Linked DNA regions of Sus scrofa: region 1 is linked to region 2. A link is a contact called in public Hi-C data. All regions are on one chromosome and are shown on one strand. Each heading gives the region's core, a stretch centred on a gene start, on an enhancer-like site or on the middle of the called end of the contact. The rest is flanking DNA. Distances are from core to core; before and after follow the strand shown.

The links. A called contact is a pair of places that touch in the nucleus more often than the background predicts.
Region 1: a Hi-C map of liver shows a contact between it and region 2, with 2.7 times the contacts expected there. The contact joins the enhancer-like site here to the promoter of ZNF341 in region 2. A contact is called at or near these places in 1 of 5 promoter capture datasets (liver), 4 of 47 Hi-C or Micro-C datasets (liver and skeletal muscle) and 2 of 2 datasets of contacts at active chromatin or transcription factors (alveolar macrophages and skeletal muscle).

The regions. Positions count from the first base shown.
Region 1 is chr17:37,317,757-37,320,456 of Sscrofa11.1, reverse strand. The region is part of intron 1 of CHMP4B (charged multivesicular body protein 4b); the gene reads right to left. Among named protein-coding and RNA genes, the nearest start is that of CHMP4B, 34 kb to the right of the region's middle. Within about 2 kb of position 1,371, at least 24 of the 83 cell types and tissues checked have an H3K27ac peak or open chromatin away from gene starts, as enhancers often do. A contact at or near this core is called in liver and skeletal muscle, where this site is marked.
Region 2 is chr17:37,222,622-37,225,321 of Sscrofa11.1, reverse strand. ZNF341 (zinc finger protein 341) reads right to left here and starts at 1,363. Exons shown (of 16, transcript XR_002339879.1): 1 at 1,224-1,363.

The DNA of each region.
Region 1 (2,700 bases), core at 122-2,621, 95 kb before region 2:
TGGAGGTGCAGACAGCATTTTTCAGAGCAGCCTCCTTCTCTGTGATGTACCTCTTGGTTCCCCTAATTTGCTCTCCGTGGCCTGGAGCTAATGCACTTCATTTAACGATGGTAAAATAAGTACTTGTGTATGACCAGGAAAGTGGAGTCTGAAACCCTGCTGACTTCATCAGCAAACACACAGGGAGCACAGTACTCGCTGCAAGAGAAAATTCTAGAGGGAAAGAAAGAAGCCCCTTATCTGTTTAACATGGACAAAGATGAAAGAAATAAGCCCCCTCAGTGAACAATCTCACAGAATAGCAGACTGCTCCCAAATCATTTAAACAGCACAGAAAAAGTGTGCTCTGTAAAACAGAGGTAAAGGCAAGATAAGGCACATTCAAACAAGCCTGGGAGATGCCAATGGGCCTTTAGGGAGTCCGGCTGTCTGGCTGTGAGTTTCAATTTCAGTATCAAGTAAACCCTAAGCAAATTACTTAACCTCACTAATCCTCAGATAATAAAAATATCTACCTCATGGTTAGTGTGTGGATTAAAATAAGAGGTGTACCTGAAGCTCGGGCACCGGGCCAGACATGCACATGCATCCAGTAAATACTGGTGGCTGTGTTACTAACTGCAGTACCTCTCAGAGCCTATTTTTAGAAAGGGAACCAATACCACCTCCACCCCCAATAGCTTGGTGAAAAAACCAACTTAAAACCATCTTGATGATTTAGCCAACACCAGCTTCATCAACCTCGGTCCTGGTTGGCTCGTACCAGCACTGAGGCACAGAGGAAAGAGCCTGGAGCTTGGTGTCAGAATCCTAGCCCTGACACTGACCTGGGGTAGGTTATTTCACCTCTTCATTAAATGGAAAACGGGTGTGATATAGCTACCACAAGGATGGGTGAGAGAGAACCTCTCCGAAAATACTCGAGAAAAGTGAGCATTCTCTCCATCTTACCCATTTCTTTCCACTTCTGCCTCTGCCTTTGCCTGTGTCCAGCATTCTCTCCGAGGAGCTCTGTATCTCCCTGTCTCCCCCATCTTCCTCCCAAGTACATCTTTCCCGGAAAGCGTAAATAGCCGAGGCACAGTGGAGAGAAATGCAATAGTACTGACACTTAGGAGGGGCTTCTTGGGTGCCAGGCACCACGACCTGTGCTTTACATGCTCACCCCACGTCCTCCCCCCAGAAAACCCCTATGTGGTAGATAACATTAGCGTCTCCAAACTAGCGTCCCCAAAGAGTTTACTGCCTTCCCAGGTCATACGGTTATGCAGTGGCAAGCGTGGGATCAATGCCAGGCTGCCTATCTGCAAAGGGTGTGTTTTTACTTCACAGAGGAAGCCAGCTGGCCTGCTGCTGCCTGAGCCTGGGGATCTGAGAGCCTCTGTGCCTCCCCACCCAACAGAGTCTACAAGCCAGCACCAGAGGCATCCAAGGGGCAGCTTAGTCTGCCCAGAAACTCTCGACTAATTGGTAATCCATAAGGGCAGGCAGTAAAAGCCTCTGACTTAAAACACACACACACACACACACACACACACACACACACACACACACACACACACTACTGGATTTTAAATTGATTAAAATATACATGTGATAAAATCCAACCATTTTATCAGTCCCTCTGTGTTTGGGATGACAATTCCACATAGTTAGGGACTTTGTAGGGAGGGTTTGTTTGTTTACTTGTATTTCAAAGAATAAATGTTTTCTTTCCTCACGCCTGCCCTAAGCTCTTCCCTAGACCATAAGTTTCTCAAAGGTGGAAGCTTCATCTCTGTGGCCCCAACAGCACTGAGACAGGGGGAGGAATGCTCTAGAATCCCCAGCATTGCTCTGTCACCACTTCTAAGGCTAGCGGGCTGTGCCTTCTGCCCTCTCTACCCATAACAGCCTCCAGATCTTTTCCAAGACCTAAAATGCTCCTCCCTCTACACTCCAGGAGACGCAGGGACTATAGCCACAGGAACTGGGTAAGGCTTCTCAAACTTCTGTCACTTGCCCACTTTTCTTCTGTGTTAAGCTCCAGTGGAATGCCTAGAACTTTAAAACCGAAAGGCCTGGGGCTTGTTTAAGGGATAATGAGCCTGGGACCTCTTGTGACTACATCTGGAAAGAGGTGGCAGAGACCCAAAGTAAACAACAGATTATTCCAGAGGGGCAGGTGGGAGAGGCCTGGGCCATAAGGAGGAGGAGAAAACGGCTGAGGGGAGTCAAGGTTCACTCAGGGGGAAGAGCACAAGGGCCTGTGTGGCTGCCTCCTCCTGTCCCCGAAAAGGCAAGCTGATGGCTTCACATAGCTCGACCGCAGCTACATTCAATTCAGTCAGAAAGAGAAGGTTGGAGTTCCCATCATGGCGCAGTGGAAATGAATCCAACTAGGAACTATGAGGTTACGGGTTTGATCCCTGACTTCACTCAGTGGGTTAAGGATCCAGCATTGCCTCAAGCTGTGGTGTAGATTGCAGATGAGGATCCTGCATTGCTGTGGCTGTGGTATAGGCCGGCAGCTACATCTCCGATTAGACCCCTAGCCTGGGAACCTCCATATGCCTCGGGTGCAGCACTAAAAAAGACAAAAGACAAAAAAAAGAAAAAAAAAAAAAGAAAAAGAAAAAGAAAGAGGAGGTGTTTTACTGCCCAGAAACAGCAGGCAACCACGAAGTACCTCCTTGTGATAAGGGTAACTCGAGGCCAGGC
Region 2 (2,700 bases), core at 114-2,613:
CTCCACAGCGGAAACTCCTATAATTTGGTAAACTCTAATTCTATAATTTCTCTCTGTGCCTCACCTCCCTGAAGCTCAAGCTTTCCAGATGGGGGCAGGAATACACATTTCATGCTGAGAACTCTGATCCTCCAAGTAGAGACAAGACTGAGACCTGGCCAGTGCAGGACTCAAAGCCTCAGCCACATACCACCAGTCTAGCCTATTTTCGGTACCTGCACTACCTCTGTGTATACATATCTCATGCCTCCAAAAACATTCTTGAGTCTGTGGCCCCCCAGCATCAAGCTGGCCATGGCCCTGGATCCGAAGAGGCTTCCTCTCCAACTCCCAGAAGGCACACAAGGACACTCTCAGTGTCTTCCTGTCTCCAAAGCTCACAATTCCCAGAGCAACCACAATGTTGGCATCCATCCTTTCTTGCTCTGAGTTTATAAAACTCTGCACGCCGAAATGGTCCACAAAGTAGGTACCCAGAGTTTGCTGGTTTCTGTCGGTGAGCACCGAGGCCAACCTTGCACAAAGGTGGCGCTGATCCTTTCCTTCTGAATTGGACACTATGTCTGAGCCCAAACCACACAGTTGGCGCTCAATACAAGTTCTTCACGGCCAGGACACCTGGCCCGGCCCCTCCAACCCCGCACCGCTTCTGTACCACCGTCCCTCTGGGGGCAGCCATTCCCAGGCCTCCCTTCAGCAGCGCAGCCTCCCCCGGTTCCAGACCCGGCGGGGCTTCTTCCTCCCCGCAGCTGCTCCCTCCAGGAAGCCTTCTCTACCCCCACCCCGGCAACAGCCCGAGGCCCGGGAGGCTGCCGCTGTTCCGGCCCGAGACCGCCTTCCCCCCCGCGCTGCGCCAGCCTTCTCCGGCTGTTCCGGTCCCAGTGCTTCCCCCCCACCCCAGGGCCTTCTCTCCCCCGCTGTTACTGTCCCGTTGCCCCTCCCCGTCGGGCTTCAGCTCCCGCGGCTGTTCCGATCCTGAGGCGCCCCCCCCATCACCGCTGCGCCTCAACTCGGCTGCTGTTCCGGCCCCGCTGGCCCCTACCCCCGCCGGCCCTCGGCTCCCGCGGCTGTTCCCATTCGTGCCCCTCCCGCCCCGCTGCTCTTCCGGCCCTGGCGCCCTCCGCCCCGCGGCCGCCACGCGCCCTGGGCCCGGCGCTGCGAGGGCGCGGCGGGAGGGGGCGCAATTCGGAACAGCCGCCTCCCCCGGCCTCGCCGCGGCTCACCCTCCAGGGCCTCGAAGATCGTCTGCGCCATCTTGGAGCTGCCGCTGCCACCAGAGCCCGAAGCCCGGCTGCGCGAGCATTGTGGGAGCCGAGGCGGCGGCGGCGAGAACGGGGCCGCCAGGGGGCGCCCGGGAGCCGCCGCTGAAACTCGGGCACCCCAATTGGGAAAGCCAGTAATGGCCTCACAGGACCCCCACCATCCTGGGGCTACCCCAGTCCCGCCTAAATGACCCAGCCACCGGCGCCCATTGACCCCATCCCTGCCTCACTTGAACCCCCGACTCTGCACATCGACCCCATCCCTGCTGTACACAGGGACCTCCCAGTTTTCTGGACCTCCAGCCCCACAACACCGGACGTGACCCTCAACTCTGTGATACAGACCTCCGTCCTGCTGCGTGAGACCCTCCCCAACTCTGCGACACGGACCGAATATTTGCACCGCACACAGAACCCTCGCCTGTGCAAACCAACCCCATTCCCATCTTACGCATCTCACCAACGCCCCCATCTCCACTTTAATACAGGACTCCTGCTCCAGCTGTGTAACACGGATTCCCATCCCTTATCATAGGCTTCTCATTCCCTCCTCCCTCAGTGACCATCTCTAACTATTGGAAGCCACCAACTTCTCCTCACATGACCCCCATCTCTGCCTGGTCTTAATCCCCTGTCACTTCAAGAGATTTCCGTTACAGAAACCTCCATTTCCGCCTTTTGGGAACCTTCATTCCCTCTATACACGGACTTTCTCCCCTGCTTCTTGGAAACCCTATTTCTGTTACATAAACTCCCAATGCCCACCTCAGCACCACTCTGGCCAGCCTCAGAGAAAGCCCATCCAGGTCTCCCAAAAATCCTCCTGCCCCTCATTTGGATCCCCCATCATCTTTTTTTATGCTTCATCAGCTCCTCATTGAGGACCTACTAAGTCCTATAGTAACTCCAGGAGTACAGTGGTCCTTTTCCATGGAGTTAGGAGTGGGGGGAAGCAAATAGACATTACGTTTTGAAAATTAGGTCAGGACAAGTTGTGATGTAGTTTCAAAGTATGTACACTTGGGCCACAAAGAAGTGTTGAGGTGTGCATGGGGGTAGCTGTGCCAGCAATGACAATCTCTCCCATGGGCATGGCCATATCCTCCTACAACTGGACTACCATGGATTTGACTCTAAACATCTCATTCTTTTTTCTTAAATACATGTTTTAGCCTCATTCAAAGCAATAATCAAAAAACCACATCTTCAGTTTCTAAATAGATAACTCCTAAAATTAAAAAAAAAAAAGTTAAAACTCCACTGTCATTGTAGAACACTGCAAGCTCCTGTTCCTGATAAATTGCCTCGAAGATCCTCTGACTAAAGGCCCATTTCTACTGTGAACTCCACGTCCTGTTCTGAACACCACTCCCCACCCCAAACAGCACCCCTCCCCTTCCTAGTCCCCCTTGCGCAGCTAGCTATATGCAAATGCCCC